Linked DNA regions of Danio rerio: region 2 is linked to region 1. A link is a contact called in public HiChIP or PLAC-seq data. All regions are on one chromosome and are shown on one strand. Each heading gives the region's core, a stretch centred on a gene start, on an enhancer-like site or on the middle of the called end of the contact. The rest is flanking DNA. Distances are from core to core; before and after follow the strand shown.

What was found. HiChIP or PLAC-seq counts read pairs in DNA pulled down with a chosen protein or histone mark.
Region 2: an H3K4me3 HiChIP or PLAC-seq map of embryo shows a contact between it and region 1, with 2.0 times the contacts expected there. The contact joins the promoter of pnrc2 here to the promoter of usp45 in region 1. A contact is called at or near these places in 1 of 18 Hi-C or Micro-C datasets (hematopoietic stem cells) and 1 of 4 datasets of contacts at active chromatin or transcription factors (embryo).

Annotation. Positions count from the first base shown.
Region 1 is chr16:35,931,944-35,936,930 of GRCz12tu, forward strand. usp45 (ubiquitin specific peptidase 45) reads right to left here and starts at 3,595. Exons shown (of 18, transcript NM_001423966.1): 1 at 3,281-3,595; 2 at 538-646; 3 at 206-375. The coding sequence starts at 640.
Region 2 is chr16:36,327,416-36,331,917 of GRCz12tu, forward strand. It overlaps pnrc2 (proline-rich nuclear receptor coactivator 2), which reads right to left and starts at 1,504. Exons shown (of 3, transcript NM_001130192.1): 1 at 1,318-1,504; 2 at 593-810; 3 at 1-418. The coding sequence starts at 397.

The sequences.
Region 1 (4,987 bases), core at 2,345-4,844:
CACATAAGCAACTTAAGAGCATTTCATGGCAAGTTCAAAACAGATAAAAACATATTACATAGTAATATCTTTATAATTCAACAAGAGATGATTAAATGAACTAAATAATCAAGTATTCATTAAAAAACATTAGATATGACTTTGAGGTCGATATATGATAAAGAACCTAAAATTCTTCCCAACAAATCAAGGTGCTTGATCTGACCTGGAAGCCACACTTGAGGCACACAAGGATGTCATGTGCTCCTGCCGTTTCTCCCTCCAGCACGTTCCTCTCTTTAAGGCAGTCAGAGCACACAGACCACAGGCTGCCCGTCACTGCCTTCTTTACTGAGCTCAGGTCCACAGCTCTGCTCACATGCTGGCACGTCAGACCTGCATCACACAACACCACACATCTTCACTGTGGGACTTACAGCAGTGCACAATTCCAAAGGGATGATGGATCCTTCATGTGTGATAAATGCTTTTCTGTGATTTAGCAATAGACATAATTTTTCACTAAAACAATGCAGTAGGATTAAAACCTACACTTACCGCCAACCTCGTCAGATGAGTCTTCATCGCGAGGTTTTTTTGGCTTGTTAGACCGCTTGGTCATGTCTGCGGTTTTTAAAGAGAAGGGGTCTTTCAACCGCATTGGTATCTAGAAAACAAAATCATGCAATAAAACTGACAGCACACGGCGGTGTTAGAATTACTGAAGACAAAGTACATTACTACATAACACATATGGCTGAAAGACAAGCCTCTCAGAAGTGTCTCAGCAAACAAAATTACTTTTAATTTGACTATAATTATGGTAAACAATCCCATTGTAACTAAAAGGCTAAAAGCTGCTGAAAAAAATAGTAAAATACAAATATTACAAATAATACAAGGCAAATAAATGGCTAAAAAATAAAAATCAATCATCTATCCATCTATCTATCTATCTATCTATCTATCTATCTATCTATCTATCTATCTATCTATCTATCTATCTATCTATCTACATACATGGTCAAAAGATTATGATCAGTATAGTTTTGTTTAATAATTTAAAATAAGCTTATTCTGCTCATAATGAATGCACTTATCTAATCAAATACAGTAAACTTGAAAACTTGTGAAATGATACATTGCATTATAAAATAACCTTTTTCTTATTAAATTAAGTGATTGTATCTTTTTATTAAATGCCATGTCAATAATTAAAATGAAGTTTAAGAGTTCACACTTAGCAGATAATTGATTATAAAGCTTGTTTGGCATGCTGTCCCGGGAAAGAGCCCTGAGCTAATAAGATCCACGAGTCTGGGGCTCCCTCGAATTTGCAGGGCGAGAGGGGAGTTTGAGCTCAGGTAGATCTTGAGAACTCCCCCGCTGTAGTAGCTAATGAACAGATAGTGATTGCTCTTAAGAGATAACTACTTACTAGGAGCTGATTTGGATTAGTCAATTAACTTAAGTTGCATGTTTTTGGACGGTAGGAGGAAACCAGGAAACCCAGGGGAAACCCATGTGAGCACAGGGAGAACATGTAAACTCCACACAGAAATGTTGGCTGGCTTGGTAAGGACTAGAACCAGTGACCTTGCTGCTGTGAGGCAACAGTGCTAAGGGGTCACTGTGCCACCAATCTTGGAAAAGAGGAAGAGTATGGGGTGGAAGGGGGGATTCTTCAAAACGAACATGGCTGTTACATGGAATTTAAGAATCGTGAATCATAATTGGTGAATCATAAATTGAATAATGCGGGACTAGACAAGTAATCATAAGCACATGATTGTCTCGAAACTACCTCATATATAAAATTCACTTAAATTCTATTGAATGAAGCTTAAAATGTATAATATATTTTAATTTCTTTGAATAAAAGTGTTCAGCATCATTGCTCTAGTCATTAATGTCACATGAAGCTGAAAACATTATAACATAAATATCTGCTCAACAAGAAGCATTTTTGTGATTATTATTGCTGTTGTTGATAGTTTTGATAACTGTTACATTTTATTTACTTTATTAATCAAAGACATATTCAATTGTTTTTCAAAAACTACAAAATAAATGCTGTTACTTTGAACTTTCTTTTCATTAAAGAATTCTATAAAGTAAACAGTATCAGTTTCCACAATACTATAAAGCAGAAAACGTTTTTAGCACTATTCGTAAGAATCATTATTATTGATTACCAAAAATAATTGATCACAATAGAACAATTTCTAATAATTTCTGAAGGATCAGAGCAGAAAAAAGTCATTTTATATATATTTTTAAAAATGGACTGATCTCAGTAGTCATGGGAAGGTATAAGATTATGACGGTATGATAACCTTGGATAAATTATCATGGTGGCACGGTATTGTGATTACTGCTCTAAAATATATTCTTTTTAAATGTCTGGGTAAAAAACAAAAACAGCTAAAAATGTTAAATAATAATATAAACAAATTTATGCAACCAATTTTTTTATAATAAATTTTAATATAATAAAAATATATTATATTATATATATATATATATATATATATATATATATATTATATTATATATATATATATATATATATATATATATATATATATATATATACTAACACACACACAAACATTAAATCAATAGCTAAAATTGATTAGACACATTATAAAAATAATATTAAACCAATTCAATGATGCTAAAAGACTAACCAAAAAAACTTTAAAACTGTTTAATAAAATGTTATAGACAAAGAATAATATTCAAATAAATTCAGTGTAACTAGTCTTCAAGAAAATGCAATATAAAGACAAAAACATCAAGTAATATACAACAACAGCCTAAAGCATATCAATACAATTAAATAAATACATTAAAACAATCCAGTGTGAGGAAAAGCTAATAAAACATATATAATTTAGGCTATATTTATTCAGATTTTTCGACTCTTACATTTTAACATTTTAACTGAACATCACAAATGTTTACCACCATGACAGCAGAATCTGAATAGAGTTTGGAGGTAAGGAAGTACCTTGTCAGCAGTATGGTCGTTAGCTGAAAATGCTGAATCAGTAAGTTGGGATAATATAAGCACATAAGAGAATCAGTTATTGAAACAAGCTCTCTATCAAAGCAAAGGAGAGCGCGACACCTGAGACTAACCCAGGTAAAGTGATACAAGTACTGACAGCAGGAACCGGCTGCTGCTCTCAGGCCTTTGCTTACCCAGCTGCATCAGGTCACAAGTGTTTAGAACACAAGGTTGTTTTAAAAGAGCTGCCATAAAAGTCAGAAGGGTACATATATGAACCCGACTCACCCTGTTTATGTTCTCCTCCTCTCCAGGCTCGCAACCAAGTGAACGTCAGTTGTCAAGTGTCCAGGTGGAAGAAGAGCGAGCCTGACAACTTACATATGCTCACAACTTTAGAACAAACACGGAGGAATTCCTGTCGGGGGTTTGGCGTTCGCGTCTAACACTTCGACATTCATTAATCGAAAAATCCCGAGATGCAGTTACGGTTTTGATTAAGAGAGTTATTCGGCGTATTTACTGGCATTTAGGGAAGAACAGAAAGCACAAGTATCAGATGTGTCACGTGGTCTCATCCGCTTGACGCGCTACGGATGCTTGTATAGTCAAAAATCGTTTGTAAATCCAAAGAGCTTAGAATCTATGCTCTTTGGTATATCTACTGTTTAGCTGAGTGAGGGCTATACTGTATTGATAAAAGCATTAAAATGGAAGGGAAGAAACGTTTCTATTTTTTACTAATCAAATGCTTCCAAGGACAAACCTATAGTTTAATTCCTGTTTTTGCTGTTTATAATGTATATTTGGTTTAATATTTTTTTTACAATCAATAAATACGACAATAATCCCTTGCATAAAATCTTAAGTTAATAAAATGCATATTTTCTAATACCTAAAATACATACAACAAATATTAATAGAAATAAAAGGTAAAAAAAAAATAAGTGGAAAAAAAATATTTAAAACTGAAAAAAATAATTAAAATATTTTAATAAATAAAATAAAGACTAACATTAAATAATTATCGATTTGATCTCGTTAAACACGCATTATTATTATTATTATTATTATTATTACTTCTACTATTACTACATAATCAACATAAATATTATTAAACTAATATTAATACAAATAAAAAAGTTTTTTTTAATTCAGTTGAAAGTTGAAAAAAACAAATGCAATTTTGAAAATAGTAAAATTAATTAAAATATTTTAATAAATAAAATAAAATAAAATAAACTGGCATTAACTGTTCTCCCATGTTTGCGTGGGTTTCCTCCGGGTGCTCCGGTTTACCCCACAAGTCCAAACACATGCGGTACAGGTGAATTGGGTAAGCTGAATTGTCCATAATGTATGTGTGTGAATGAGTGTGTGTAAATGTTTCCCAGAGATGGGTTGCGGCTGGAAGGGCATCCTCTGCATAAAACAGATAAGAAAAGAAAATGAATGAATGAATGAATGAATAAATGAATGAATGAATGAATAAATGAATGAATGAATGAATAAATGAATGATTGAGACTTGCATTAAATAATTATTGATTTTATCAAGTTAAACACATTATTATTATTATTATTATTATTATTATTATTATTATTATTATTATTATTACTTAATCAATATAAATATAATTAAACTAATCAATATAAATAGAAAAAGGGTTAAAAAATGCAACTATTTAAAACAGTAAGTTAATATAAATATTTTAATGAATAAAAAACTTGCATTAAACATTCATTGATTTTATCACTTTAAAGACACACATTATTATTATTGTTATTATTATTTGTAGTAGTAGTAGTAATAGTAGTAGTAGTATTTTACATAAGCAATATAAATATCAAACACATTTTCCAGAAGTAAACAATAAAAGAAAAAAGAGAATGCAATAATTTCACAATATAAAATTATTAAATAAAATAAATAATAAGACTAAACAATCAAAATATTTTATTAAGATAACAAAATAACAATATATTTAATCGTTTT
Region 2 (4,502 bases), core at 254-2,753, 390 kb after region 1:
GATGATCGCCCATGGGAAGAGACACCCAGTGGCTTGGGGGCTTGGGCAGCACACTTGGGGATGGGGGCTCACTAAACTTGGCTCCGGCATAGTTCTGACCACACTGAGCTGATAAAAGTTTGTTCAGATGGGACTCCCAATTCTGATCGTACGGTGTGGCAAAACGAACAGAGCCATTCTTCTTGTCTACAGACACGGCCTGCCGCGCCTCAGGAGACCAAGAATAGCTGGTGCCCTTCTCACCTCTGCGAAGGTGATGGGGCACCCCTAAGGCTCCTGAGGCGGCAGAATGCATCACTCCATTCTGGTCTCTACTTCTCTGTTTGCCCCTGCTAACCGGCTGGCTCTTCTTGGGTGCTGGGCGATCTGGAATGTTGTATCTCTCACCACCTCCCATTATATTTTGACTGGATGTCACCTAGCAGAAGACAAAGGTGTAGATTTGTTATATTAAATAAAACATGCATTTATAGTATCTTCAAAACAGGCTTAAAATAAATAAGTGCCCCAGTGATGCAGGCTGACATAAACAAAGGGCTACGTGCAAAACGAGCCCGTCCCCGCCCATCCCCCACTCGCTTCCTCTTCTTACCTCTCTGTTGTAAAAAAGTTGAGTGCGTGGTTCTTTTCACTTTTTAATTTTTCCTCGCCAATTGGGCTCCAGGTCCTCGAAGTAGTTGATCTACTTCTCGCTGCACATGTATGTCCAGCAAGATCTGAGGTTTTCATGTGCCAGTGAGCGTTGTTTTGTCGTGGAACCGAGTTGAACATGAATTCACCTCGGCGCACGGTGCTCTAGAAGCCGTAGATCTAACAAAACAAACATTTATAAGCATCTCAATCTACTAAATATACATTCGTTTATGACTAAAAACGTATTTAAACTAATATCAAATCCCAGTCAAACCATTTCTTTGTGTAAATGTAAACATATATTGCAACAAAACATGGACTAGTAAACCTTCTTGTTTATAATTGTTATTTACTAGTCTAAAAAACAAACGGCTAATTTAAATGGCAAATATATTACAAATCACCGATTTGTTATTACATAAACAGCATTCAATCTTCCTCCTTCGCGATCGACGTCTTCATACTAGCGATTATTTTCGACAAAAAAGCCAAGGTTTTTAGTAAACTCGAATGTACACATTATTATTGCAATGTTTTATAATAAAAGCTCGATTTTAAATGATAAAAACAAGAGTATTAGGTCATCTTTTCTGGCCGCGTATCAAAACAAAGGCTCTTCAACGCAACATGGCGTCAACACAGTCGACGACTCCCTATACCTTTGACTGTGGAAAAACAACTTACCGACTTCCTCAGGAATTTGATGGAACAAGCCCTTCGTATTCCCTTGGTCTCGTCTGTCAGCTGTAGCTGTAAATGGAGAAAATATTTCCCGATATGTGAAGCTCAGTAAAAAACCGAGGCTACAGCGGAATGATGATGTTCTCCTTCTCCAGTTCGTCTCCGTCTAACAACAAAATGGACCCTCAACAAAGCATAAGTAGTTCAGACGTGTTGTGCTGCGGCCAATCAGGAAGCAGCACTGTGGACGCGCGGCCAATAGGAGCGAAGAACACGCCTGTTGCCATCGTTCCTGCGTCACCGATCGTTATGCGTGTTTGTGGGGAATTTTGGTTACTGTAATAACTCGAAGGCATAAAAATTATTATCACATGGTTTCTTCCGGTTGGTGTAATCTCAAAAAATGCACACATTTAAACCTGGTGATCGGTGTCCTTGGCACATCTTCGAGTAAAAGCACAACACTCGTAGAAGTGTGTGCTTTATGTAAACTTCAGCTGAACAAAGACAGAATACTCACAGGCTTCAGATATCTTAAGGGACACAGATACTTTGTACATAATACTTCAGATAGCTCTTAATACTGAAGTGAGTGCTTATGTTAACATCTGGTGAACAATGAAAGAATATTTACAGGCTTTTGATAGATATCTTAAAAGGACTTCACATAGGCCTACTTATTAAACAAAGAAGAACAACATGGTTGTTTGAGCAAAACCATAGGAATCACATTTTTTTTGCTATACCAACCATATTTATGAGTTTAACCATATGTTTGAACATGTTCTGATGTAAACCTGGGGTTAAACAAATAGTATTCAATCAGATATAAAGTAATTCAGTGTAATAAATGATTATTCATACAATATGTTGATGATCATATAAAACTAAAAAAAGTACAAAACACTTTTATTTAATCCTTGATTATTTTGTGTAATGGTTAATAATACGTCAAAATGTGAAATGCAGTATATACTAATAACCTAACAAAAATAGTAGATAGGAGCCTTGATGATTAATGTGATACAGGAAATACTTAGTCTTTTAAACTGAGACGAAACATGACGCATCCTGCTTGCATGTGACAACAGGTATAGATAAAAACTGTGAAGTGGTATCTGCTACCAATAATAATAGGAGGGAAAGTGTTTGAAAGGCTACAGACGAAGGTGTTGTTTTGGGGTGTAGTGTCTTAAATCAATGAATGGATTATAGGAGGCAAATGGGCCATTTGGTGTTTCTGAACCAAAGTGTCATGCTTTATGGCACTATAAGTCTGAGAATGTTTTAAGTCTAACAGCAGTGAGAAGTTACATAAACATTCAGTTTAGGCCTAATTAAAAATTATCAACTTGATGTTTTGCTTCTAGAACTTTGCTGTTAAGAATGTCCCAAATGAACTGAATGTTATTGGAAATCAATCCAGGCTTATTCAATTTTTTACAGTGTGTAATAGCTAAACGCCCTCAGCCAGTGGAAAAAAAACAAACATCTAAACATTTTGACCAGCTCAGTGGAATAGGTTAAATGGCTTGAAGCATTAAACTGGGTCAGTAACAACATTTTGCAATAGAGTGCCCATAAAAATAAGCCAAAGTTACCAAAGAAAAACAACTTTTATCAAAGTGTGTGTGTGTGTGTTTTAATTATTATTAATAGGCTATTTAATATTTATTTACCATTTAAAAGTCACTCAGCTGTAGATTAAACACTCCTGCTCAAGGAGACCTGTTGCATAATACAGCACTTGTTTGCCAGTTTAATGAAAATCCATGTTTGGTCATGGAAGGACACACCCACTGAACACAGCCTTAGTTTAGTTAGCAGGGGGCTTGGCCAAAGTTTGTATCCTATGTTTGGAAAGTAGGTCGGTAGGGAGGCTCTTGTCGGTCACGATTTGAGAGGAGGTCAAATGACCAAATTTGTCAATGTTAAGGGACAAGAAACAAAACTATACACTTTATGGTACAAATTATAAATTGTACAAATTATATATTTGTGCTGGTTATCAATTCAGATGTTTTTAATAATTACACACTTCATTGATTAGTTAATAAAAGTTATTGCACTGAATTTGACTATATTACCACAAACACTTTTCAAGTCATGTATTCATAATGCAGACATTTACAAAAGTAACTTTAAACTGTATTGCACAAAGCATTGCAACTTTTAGGCTGCAACGACCATGCTTTTAATTATTTTTTTCATTAAGGATTTTTTTTATTCAAATTGGTATTCAGATATATTTAGTCACAGACCATTTATTGCAGTTTGGTTACCAACATTTTCAAATTCTCCAAAAGAAACAAATAATATAGGTGTCAAATGAAACAAAGGTCAAAATAATTAGTATTTTTTTGGGAGATCTATAATTTTATTTTCGTTATTAAATAATAATTTAGTTTTTACTTTATTTTTAAAATAGGAAAATAAGATAAATTTTGGGTAATAGTTTTAATCAATTGTCTATTGTAATTTATTTACCAATATGAACAAACAAATGATCAATATATTTATTCACTTTGTTTACGTTACATAAAATAAAGTTGTTAATTGTTTATGTTAACCAAATTACGATTAATAAATTCTGTTCATTATTGTTAATACTTATTAAATTATTTTAAAAAATTCACTGAACTAATGGACCATTACTATAAAAAGTTACCAATTTTTATTTGATAAAATAATAATTCTCTAAATGAGAAAACAAAGCTGACAGTAGGTGGCAGTGTAAAGCGAATTATTGAATCGTTCAGCAGCAGCGACAGTGCACGCACAAAAGTTTATGTGGCTTTTAAAGGTAATGTTTTCGTTTGTATAACTGAGCAAACAGGCAATATTGTGTCTGAAGTATAACATAAGATTATCTTATTAAAAACCGCATATTCACTCGCGCTATTCAACAAAACAGCAGCCATTCTGTTATAGGCTATTGGTCCCATTGTGAGATATTGCTTAACTATATCACTTGATTCAAATATATGACAAAAATCTATTTTTACCTGGCAGTATTGCTTCAATAATTTGAATTCAAATAGGGATAACTGCATTATACAACAGGCAGTGAGTTGTTCTGCATGCTGTTCATCAATCAGTTATTATTCATTATTTGCCCTGACTTGCTTACTGCTCCAAAATATTTCTAACCTGTTAAAAAATTAAAAAAATATTGTTTTTAAAGGGTT